Linked DNA regions of Sus scrofa: all the other regions are linked to region 2. A link is a contact called in public promoter capture Hi-C data. All regions are on one chromosome and are shown on one strand. The core of a region is the stretch at or near the end of the contact, and the rest is flanking DNA. Distances in the headings are between cores, read along the strand shown.

What was found. Promoter capture Hi-C pulls out the DNA fragments that hold promoters and counts their contacts.
Region 1: a promoter capture Hi-C map of liver shows a contact between it and region 2, with 2.6 times the contacts expected there. The contact joins the promoter of FAM222B here to the promoter of KIAA0100 in region 2. A contact is called at or near these places in 2 of 5 promoter capture datasets (fetal liver and liver), 1 of 47 Hi-C or Micro-C datasets (liver) and 1 of 2 datasets of contacts at active chromatin or transcription factors (alveolar macrophages).
Region 3: a contact with region 2 is called in a promoter capture Hi-C map of liver, with 2.7 times the contacts expected there. The contact joins the promoter of FLOT2 here to the promoter of KIAA0100 in region 2. A contact is called at or near these places in 1 of 5 promoter capture datasets (liver) and 1 of 2 datasets of contacts at active chromatin or transcription factors (alveolar macrophages).

What each region holds. Positions count from the first base shown.
Region 1 is chr12:45,074,770-45,077,711 of Sscrofa11.1, forward strand. It overlaps FAM222B (protein FAM222B), which reads right to left and starts at 1,418. Exons shown (of 3, transcript XM_021067489.1): 1 at 1,285-1,418.
Region 2 is chr12:44,891,833-44,894,858 of Sscrofa11.1, forward strand. KIAA0100 (protein KIAA0100 homolog) reads right to left here and starts at 1,636. Exons shown (of 43, transcript XM_003131765.5): 1 at 1,477-1,636; 2 at 513-636. The coding sequence starts at 1,544.
Region 3 is chr12:45,118,752-45,121,778 of Sscrofa11.1, forward strand. It overlaps FLOT2 (flotillin-2), which reads right to left and starts at 1,752. Exons shown (of 11, transcript XM_021067496.1): 1 at 1,554-1,752. The coding sequence starts at 1,602. It overlaps DHRS13 (dehydrogenase/reductase SDR family member 13), which reads right to left. Exons shown (of 5, transcript XM_021067495.1): 5 at 2,395-3,027. The coding sequence ends at 2,593.

The DNA of each region.
Region 1 (2,942 bases), core at 168-2,667, 180 kb after region 2:
TCCTGGGCTCTTGCACAGCTGCTTCTGCCTTTCTCTGAGAGACACTCCACCCTGGGGGTCCCACCGACAGGCTAACAAAAAGTGAAGCTGAAAAGCTGCTATATGCTTTCTGACCTCCAAAACAGAGACAGGGCCTTGAGGCAACCAGGGACCCTTTTACAAAGAACTTTCTTACAATTAAAAAATAACAAATTGTATTCCTCAATGGTCATCCCTCCCAGTTTGTCTCAAGTCAGTTTTCTCAACTCATAATAAAGCACATTAGTACCACCTGTGTTAAAAGAGAACGAACCTCAATGAGCTGTGTTCTTCAGAAAGGCATTTAAAAGATCGGCCCTTCATTCCCTCTTTCCTTCCTCTTGATTTAGGAGCTTATACACACCGTTTGTAAAAGTGCCTGAGAGTATGGTATTTTTCCTACACAAGTCTGATGGCTAATTTGTCACGTAACAGAACAAACTGCTATTTCTGCACGTGATCTGCTGTGCCGATGAAGAAAACATGTCTGTGACTATTGAGGTTTTACAGTACGCTTCGCCCTGACAAAGAAATCGGTCACTCCACTAATAACAGTAATATCTAAAAATCCAGTTATACTGTTAGTGATACAGTAACATCGGCATAGTACTCACAATTTACAGTTTTCATAAACGGTCTCAATCACGTACAAGATGCTTGCAATAGCTCGTTGAAACACGACATCTTCCAGCGGTTCAGAAGGTTAAGTGGGACCTGCCCAAGGTTACCTATCAGCTTTAATCAGCGGTGGACGTGGATTCGAACCTGTCGGACCCTAAGCCCCTAGCTCTTTTCCCTAGACCCCTCCCAGCTTTAAACGACCCCCATCCTCTACCCGGAGCAGCCTATTACTCCGAGCGCCCGGCTCTTCCCTGCCTGGGCCAGAGTTGTCGTCTTCGGCTCCAGCAGGGCTTTCATCCTCCACCATTCTCCCCCCGCGACCAACCTCTGAAAGAAGCGGAAAGGGAGAGGCGACCGAAAGCTCCTGGGGGAAGGGACGTTGACAAACGGGGGAGCGCGGGACGCTGTCCCTGCCGAGGGCTCCGTCACTCTGCAGCGCGTACCCACTCCCTGCCCAAGCTGTCCGGCCCTGGCGCTGGCGTTCTGACCACCCGTGCCCCAAATTCTCCGGTCATCACCTCAAACTGTCCCTCCCCCACGCCCCTTCGCCTCCAACAGGCAAAGCCCACCCCCCGAGTCGGAGTATCCCTGCACCGAGCCACCCCCTTCCCTCCCGTGGCCCACCCCACTTTCACCACCACTCACTGTCGGTGACTGGGCCCGGCCCTCATGGCTGCTCCGTCGCCGCCCGCCGCCGCCACCGCTGCTCCACGCCCCGGCCCCTCAGTTGCTGCCGCCGTCGGGACTGGCCGGGAGCCGCTCGCGCGCCTGCGCAGCCTAGAGTGCCGGGGCCCTCTTGGGCTGCCTGCGCCTGCGCAGCCCGCACCGGGGGCGTCTTCTTCAGTGCCTGATGCCCTGGATCCCTGGGTCTCAGGTGGATATGGCCGCTGGCTTAGAGGACTAGTTAAGCTTTGGGGCTTTGGGCGGCTGTCGCAGTGTCTGAGGCCTCTGGAAGGTAGTGTAGATAACTAAACGCGGTGCCAATAAAGGGCCATAGACTTAATAGCCCTTCCAGGATTCTGGATACCACTTGCACTTAAAGGTCTGAATGCTCTGAGATGACCACTAATAATAAATTTAGGTTCCTTTCAAGAAGAGAATCACATCTCGAATACAGTGAGGGTGATTGTGTAAGAGGCAGCCTTGGCATTTCTAATATGCCACTGACCAGGGGGTGCTCAGAAGCCTTGGGGACCTTGTCAAGGAGGTGACTGCACCTAGAATGCATTGGGACACTGCTAATTTCAGTCTCTTTATCAAGCACATACTTTTTGTTTGTTTGTTTGTGGCTGCACCCACGCTTTTGGAAGTTCCTGGGCCAGGAATTGAATCCCAGCCACAGATACAACCTACACCGCAGCTGCCACAACTCCAGATGGTTTAACCCACGGTGACAGAGGATCAAACCCACACCTCTGTACCACTGCAGTCGGATTCTTAACCTACTGCACCGTGGTAGGAACTCCACAAAAGTTACTCTTGATTCCAGGATCTAGTATGAATGTTTGAACTCTTAATCTAAGATTAAGGATATTTTCCTCATTTTGGAAAGAAGCAGAAACAGGCCCTAGGGTAAAGATTGAGAATGCTGTAAATGGATGCTAAAAGTAATAGCGACTGCTTGTCACTAATATTACTAATTCTTCTGTAAAAGGAGTCAGGAAGATATATACAAATGCATATAATAGAATTCTCAAGTCACTAAGAAACTGAAAGTTACTCCCTGCAGCACCTAGGAAACTGAGAATGTTTTTTTTATTAGATGCTTGTGACTTTTACATATGCAGATGTTAACATGCATACATATGTTGCTGTAGAGAAACAGTGTATAAACTGGCATAATCCCTTCCCTAGAAGGCAAACCTACACAAAGTTTCAGGCTTCCTGGGTGAATAGACTCCCACCTAACTAGGACATATATGTTACTCTTGACATACATAGAGTAAAATATAACAGGTGACAGAGTAGGGTTGTGGGCCATAAACAGGACATTCTATGGGACATCAATCCCAGAGTCTAGCTCCTGGCTTAGAAGGGTTGTCATTACTTGCAAAATATTATCCTTTGGAATGAGAGCAAATTTGACACCACAGGGGGGTTGCACAGGCAGAAAGGAGGAAGAATGAATATTGACATTATATTCTGATGAATGGATGACTAAAAAGAAGCCCACAGCTGACCCTGAAGCTTCTGGGAACTATGCCTTTCTAACCCCACCACCACATGCAGCCCTTGGGAAAGCCTGCTGGAATCTATATGATGACAGCAGGCGCTCCCTTGAGGCCTAGCAGTTGAAGATCTGA
Region 2 (3,026 bases), core at 386-2,885:
GATCAAACCCACCACCTCATGGTTCCTAGTCAGATTCATTTCTGTTGAGCCACAGCAGGAACTCGAGGAAATGTTTTAAGAACAGGAGGAAGTGCAATAGCTCTCCACTAAATACTCTCCATTACTATTTCTACCAGCTTCTCTCCTCAGTGTGATAGCCTGTTCCTCACAATGACATGGACTGAACTTGCTTAGTATTTCTCTTTTACGAATATGCTGCCCTGTTTCCACTCTTAAATTAAGCTCTTCTACTTCCCATTATCTTTGTTCTGTGCTTCTGTTATCTTTCTTACATGCCCTCGACACTCTGCGCCTTATAAGCATTTTTAACAGAACCACTTGCATCAATTCCAGTATTCCCAAACTAGCTCTAAGATCATCTTGGCAAAGGGGTGCAAGGCTGCGTTAACTAGGAGAGAGAGCCACTACAATTCTTAAAAAAGGAAATCAAAAGTTGAAATTCATTTGGATCAACCCCACATACTACCCAGGGAGTTTCCCAGGACTCTCACCACTGTTTGCTGGTGCTGCTGAAATTTAAGACTAACATTCTGTATCCAAAAAAAGGAGCCAATCTTTAGTTCCGCCTTCAGCTTCCGCTGACACCAACTGGTGGCCAACCGGACCACAAGCCACCTGCAGAAAAATCCTTATGAGTTCATAGGACCCTCTCCCAATTATGGCCTCCCTCACCCCCTGCTGGCCCTAGAACACCTTCCAAAGGACCATGATTTGTAGCTGAATCTTCTGGGCAGCTCTCCTGTCTTCCAAAACACCATTCTGTCATATACATTCATCCGCGCAGATCAGGACCCCAGCCCTGGAGTGTCCCCTCCACCCAGATGAAATCAGACGAACTAAACTGCACCTTCTAAGTTGGAGACAAAGAAAGCAATCCCTCAAATCCTTAGGAACCCCAGAGATAGAGAGAAGACTCCCAAGAGAAGTCGAAGGACAAGCACCCCTGCCAGATGTGCCCATCACATCACCCCAAAGGGTCTCCTTCGCCTTCCAGACAGGTGTCCGCGAGAAGGCACTGTGGGGTCACACCCAGCCGACTCAAATGCCGCTCTCCCTGGGCAGCCAGACCTGTTCCTGCTCCCCAGGGCAGGTTGCAGGTGCCCTTCGCGCTCGCGGAAGAGGACGTTCAGAGGCGAGTGAATGGAAAAAGAAAAGCCGAGCCCCGTCCTCACTCACACCTCCATCCTCCTCCCAATCGTAGCATCTCCTCAGGCCTCGTCCGCTTGCTTGTTCTCCCCCCCACTCCCGGTTCTTCCGAGACAGCTCCGGTCGTACGCCCCCGCTCGATCCCTTTCCTAGTCGCTAGCCCCCTCCTCGGCCCCTCCCCCTCTCCATCTCCCCACCTCTAGCCCCTTCCCCCTCCCGCCCGCTTCTTTCCTGCGCGCGCCCCCTCCTCAGCCTCTCTTCCTTCCCTTCCCACTGTCCCCTCCCCCGCTGTAGCTGGGATCCCCTCACCGGCCTAGGAAGAGGGCGATGAGCGCAACCAACAGCAAGGCCAAGAGCGCGGAGAAGAACAGGGGCATTCCGGCCCCGGCCCGGCCCGGCTCTGGCCCCCGCCCTGCCGGGGCAGCCCCCGCCGGCTCCAAGCTGGGCCGCCACGGGCCGACCAGCAACAAGCGCAGGGACAGCGCGGGGGGAGGAAGCGTTGGCGCGAGTGCGCCCCGCCCCCTCCCGCAGCCAGCCAGCCTGCCAGCTGTCTTTCGGCCCCGCCCGCCCGGCGCCCGCGATCCAGTGGGGCCAACCGGCTGCTAGCGCGAAGTGTAGGCGTGGCTCCGGAAGGAGCGCACTGGGAGCGGCCCTCAAGCCGATTGACACACAGGCCCCGCCTCAGGCGCACCCTTCTGGACCCGGAAAAGCGGAACCGGGTTTACTCGCCAGGGCCTAGGCTCGCCCGGGCCTAGGCTCGCTCCCAGGATGTCAGAGGACCCGGATGGATCGCTTCACTGCGGGGAGATCCTCTCTCAAAGCGTTTCCCAGAGTAGTTGTATAGAGTCTGCGTGGCCACTTAGGGCCTGGACTGAGGCTAATGCCCCAGTTATACCCCTGGGTCATACGAAGTACTTATCCTGTCTTATTCCAGAGCCTTATCCGAACATCATTGAGGAAACCAAGGGGTAATTAAAAGGCCTCAAAAGTCCCACCTCATTCCATTCACAACAGAATGAATTTTTAACTCATTTACTGTTCAAATGTTCTAGTTAATATGTATTGTGCTGCTGTGTGGGCAGCACCATTCTGGACCTTTCCTTGCAGTTTTCAGTTTTCTACTGTCAACAGCAGTCAAAGCACTGCGCTGGAGTGGTATTACAGAAGTAAAGAATAGGAGTTCCCGTCGTGGCGCAGTGGTTAACGAATCCGACTAGGAACCATGAGGTTGTGGGTTCGGTCCCTGCCTTGCTCAGTGGGTTAACGATCACGGCGTTGCCGTGAGCTGTAGTGTAGGTCGCAGACGCGGCTCGGATCCCGTGTTGCTGTGGCTCTGGCGTAGGCTGGTGGCTACAGCTCCAATTCGACCCCTAGCCTGGGAACCTCCATATGCCGCGGAAGCGGCCCAAAGAAATAACAAAAAGACAAAAAAAAAAGTAAAGAATATTGTACTTGGAATTCCTCTGTGGCACGGTGGGTTAAGGATCTGGTATTGTCACTGTAGCTGCCCAGGTCATTGCTGTGGCGTGGGTTTGATCCCTGACCCAGGAATTTCCTCCTGCTGCAGGTAAGACCAAAAAAAAAAAAAAAAAAAAAAAGCTTGTGTGTGTGTGTGTGTGTACATATTGTACATATCTTCCACAAGAACTATCTAAGAACTATCTATATATGTTCTTGCCCTTTGGGAACAATTTATCTGGAAAGCAAACATCATTATGTGAAATAGAGAATTCAGTCAACTTTATTTTACCTGTTTCTCTGTGAAATGCAACAGGACAAATGTTCCTTCCAACTCTAGTGCAGTGATGCTAACACAGTACAAGCTAAAGAAATTCTAAGGATTTAAAAATAAATACCTC
Region 3 (3,027 bases), core at 502-3,001, 230 kb after region 2:
GCAACTGGAAGGCACAGTGCAGGGTTTCCTCCTGCCTCCAGTCTCAAGGGTCTCTACAAGGACGAGAGCGGAGATTTTGTCTCCTTGGCCCAGAGTCTGGGCTTCTAGAAAGAAACTCCACAAGCAAAACCAAGTGCAGTGTGGCTCAGATTGGGGTTTCTACAAGCTTCTCTAGGGGTGGGGGCTGGGAGACTGGCCCAGGTCTTTTGTTTTTGTTTTTATGGCTGTACCCAAGGCATATGGAAGTTCTCTGGCCAGGGATTGAATCCAAGTCACAGCTGCGACCTATGCCACAGCTGCAGCAATGCTGGATCCTTAAACCCACTGTGCCTGGATGGGGCTCTAACCTGTGCCTCCACAGCGACTTGGGTGGCATTCTTGACCCATTGCACCAAGGCAGGCGGGAACCCCTGGCCCAGGTCTTACAGAGGTGTAGGTTTGGCCTCAGTGCTCTCTGGGGGTCTCCCTAGTGACCTTACGGCTAGCTCTGGTTTTCAGGGAGGTAAAGAATCTTAAATTCCCCCACAGGGGTAAGGTCTTAGTGAGGGAGAGTGGGGATTTCCTGTCCCAGGGAAATCAATTTTGAGATCCACACTGAGCCAGAGGCCATGTTCTGGGGTGAAAGTTTCCAATGGATTCATCACACCTCTCAAAGGTGGACAGCTTCCTGCCCTGGCCCAGCACACCCTCTTCTGCTCAATTCTAGAGCCAGCCCTAACGACTCTGTGCACAGGCGGAGAATCCACACTGACAGTGGGAAGTAAAGACAGGAGGGATTCCTGCAGCTACAGGCCTCCAAGCTGTCAGGAAACAGGCCCTCTCCCCAGCACCTGTGAGCTTGGGCTGCACAAATTGATGGCTTGAAAGGCTCCAGCCTCTTCCTCAAATTCCCAAATATACAACATACACAGCAGCCTTAGGACAAGATCCCTCTCATCTCCCCAATACTGCAGTCCCCCGGCCCCACCTAAGCTCACAGAAATTCTGGAGCCTGCAGCATTTTGCAACCTGAGCGACACAGCCCAGAGCCCGGTTTCGCAACCTGTAGAGGCCGCACCCGCGTTTCCCAGGCGGGCAGTGCCAATAAACCAGCACGCCCCAGCCTGCTGGGAATTAACGGGTCTGTGCCCAGATGGGCACCTGCCTTCCAAGGCTGCGTGACCCACCCTAGTCCCGGGCGCTGGCATCCAGCCAAACTGTGTTCCCGGAACCCCAAGGCTTCAGTTCAGGACCCCCTAGGCCACAGGGGCGACCCTGCTAGGGGAGGAGACGAAGGAAGGAGGGAATAAACACCGGCAAACACGCAGCGGGGGAAGGCGGGGGGAGAGCCCGGCGAGTGCCCGAGAACGCGGGGCAGGAAGGTGGAGCACAGGGGTCCCTCCTGAAAGGGTCTCAGGTGCGGCCCGGGAAGCCGCGGACTCAGGCCCCACCTCCCGCGCTGCCCCCCACCCGCGGAGCCCCTCCCCGTCCGCTGCCCAGCCCGGTCCCCGCCCTCCCGGGCACGGCCCCCCGCCCCAAACGTCTCCGGCCCCCCTCCCCCGCCGCCCCCTCACCTGAAACCACCAGCGCCTCGTTGGGCCCCACCGTGTGGCAATTGCCCATGGCGCCGGAGGGACGGAGGGCCCTCGGGGGGCCGCCGAGACCTGGACAGCAGCAGCGGGCCCGCACCGCCGGCCGCGCCCAGCCTATCCCGCCACCCCCAGCGGCCGCCCGCCGGCGCCCCTCCGCGGCCGCAGCCTCGCCGGAAGTGTGGCGGCGGAGGGCGGGGCCGGCGTGTGGAGGGAGGCGGCCCGAGCCAGGCTGTCAACACGCTCGATTTTAATTTTCAAAGTATTTGGCCCAGCCTGCCCGGCCTGTGGAAGTTCCCAGGCCAGAGATCGAACCCGGGTCGCAGCAGTGACAACGCAGGATCCTTAACCTGCTGTGCCATCAGGGAGCTCTTCAAGTGGTTGTATTACACAGAGCTGGCATCGTGGGGGCTCGGCCCTCAAGCAGTCCTGAAGGCGTTCCTTGGGGAGCCTGGATAACAACTGCCACGCCCCGCCTCGCCTCCCAGCACCCACCTTACAGGGGTGGGCCCTGGAGTCAGCCCGCCTGGGCCTGGGCTCCGATCTCAGTCCCTGCTCTTTCTAGCGGAGATCCGGAACGAGTTCCCTCTCTGGCTGCCTAGTCCCGCCTCTGGAAAGTGGGAATAATGTAACTAGGTGATCGCAAAGGGCACAACTGAACAATTCTCCATACTGATGGTGCATCAGATTAAAAATGCCCAGGCCTCCATCATCCAGGGCTGAGTGTTCCTCAGGGTAGAGCCTGGAGATAAGAAATTCAAATTCCTGAGGAGCAGCATCTGGCACAACCGCCCCCCCTCCCCGCCCCCCGGGCTTACTGTCACTCTCAGGAAGAAATCATCACCCTTTATTTCCTTCAACCAGGAAAAGAGCTCTCCAGGACATATACCTTGAAGCCCCCACAAAGTGACCATGGAGGTAAAAATCTCAACCACCTCAGTGTCCAGTGCATGACCATAGCCTGGTACATGGCTAAGGCTTTCAAGGATCACCCAGAGCCTTAGAAAGCTTCCCAGCCCGGAGGTTAGGAGGCTTGGGGCTCTGGTTCAGCTTTAACTGGAATTCGGCGTGTGACCTTGGACAAGTCTGGTGAACTCTGAGGGCTGGTGTAGGGTTCAGAAGCTGCGGGCTCCTCAGGGTGGGGGCTGCTCAGAGAAGATGGGACTCCTGGGTCCACAGGCTGGGGCTCTTCATCAGATTCAGCATCTTCCCCTGGCTCAAGCCCTGCCAGCCTTTTGCTGGCCTCCCACAGCCGATGGGCTGCCCGGTCGTCTCTGGCGGCTGGGGGCACCTCTTCCACATGGCAGTTGGCAAAGTATCTCCCACTGAGGGGCTCAATGCCCTCCTGCAGAGCGCAGTACAGAGGTGTCTGGGCACCCCCTCGTGGTGCCCGCAGCACCAGCCAAGCCAGTGGGCACAAAAGTGGGCGTAGCCATCTGGGAACGTGGCGTAGGAACAA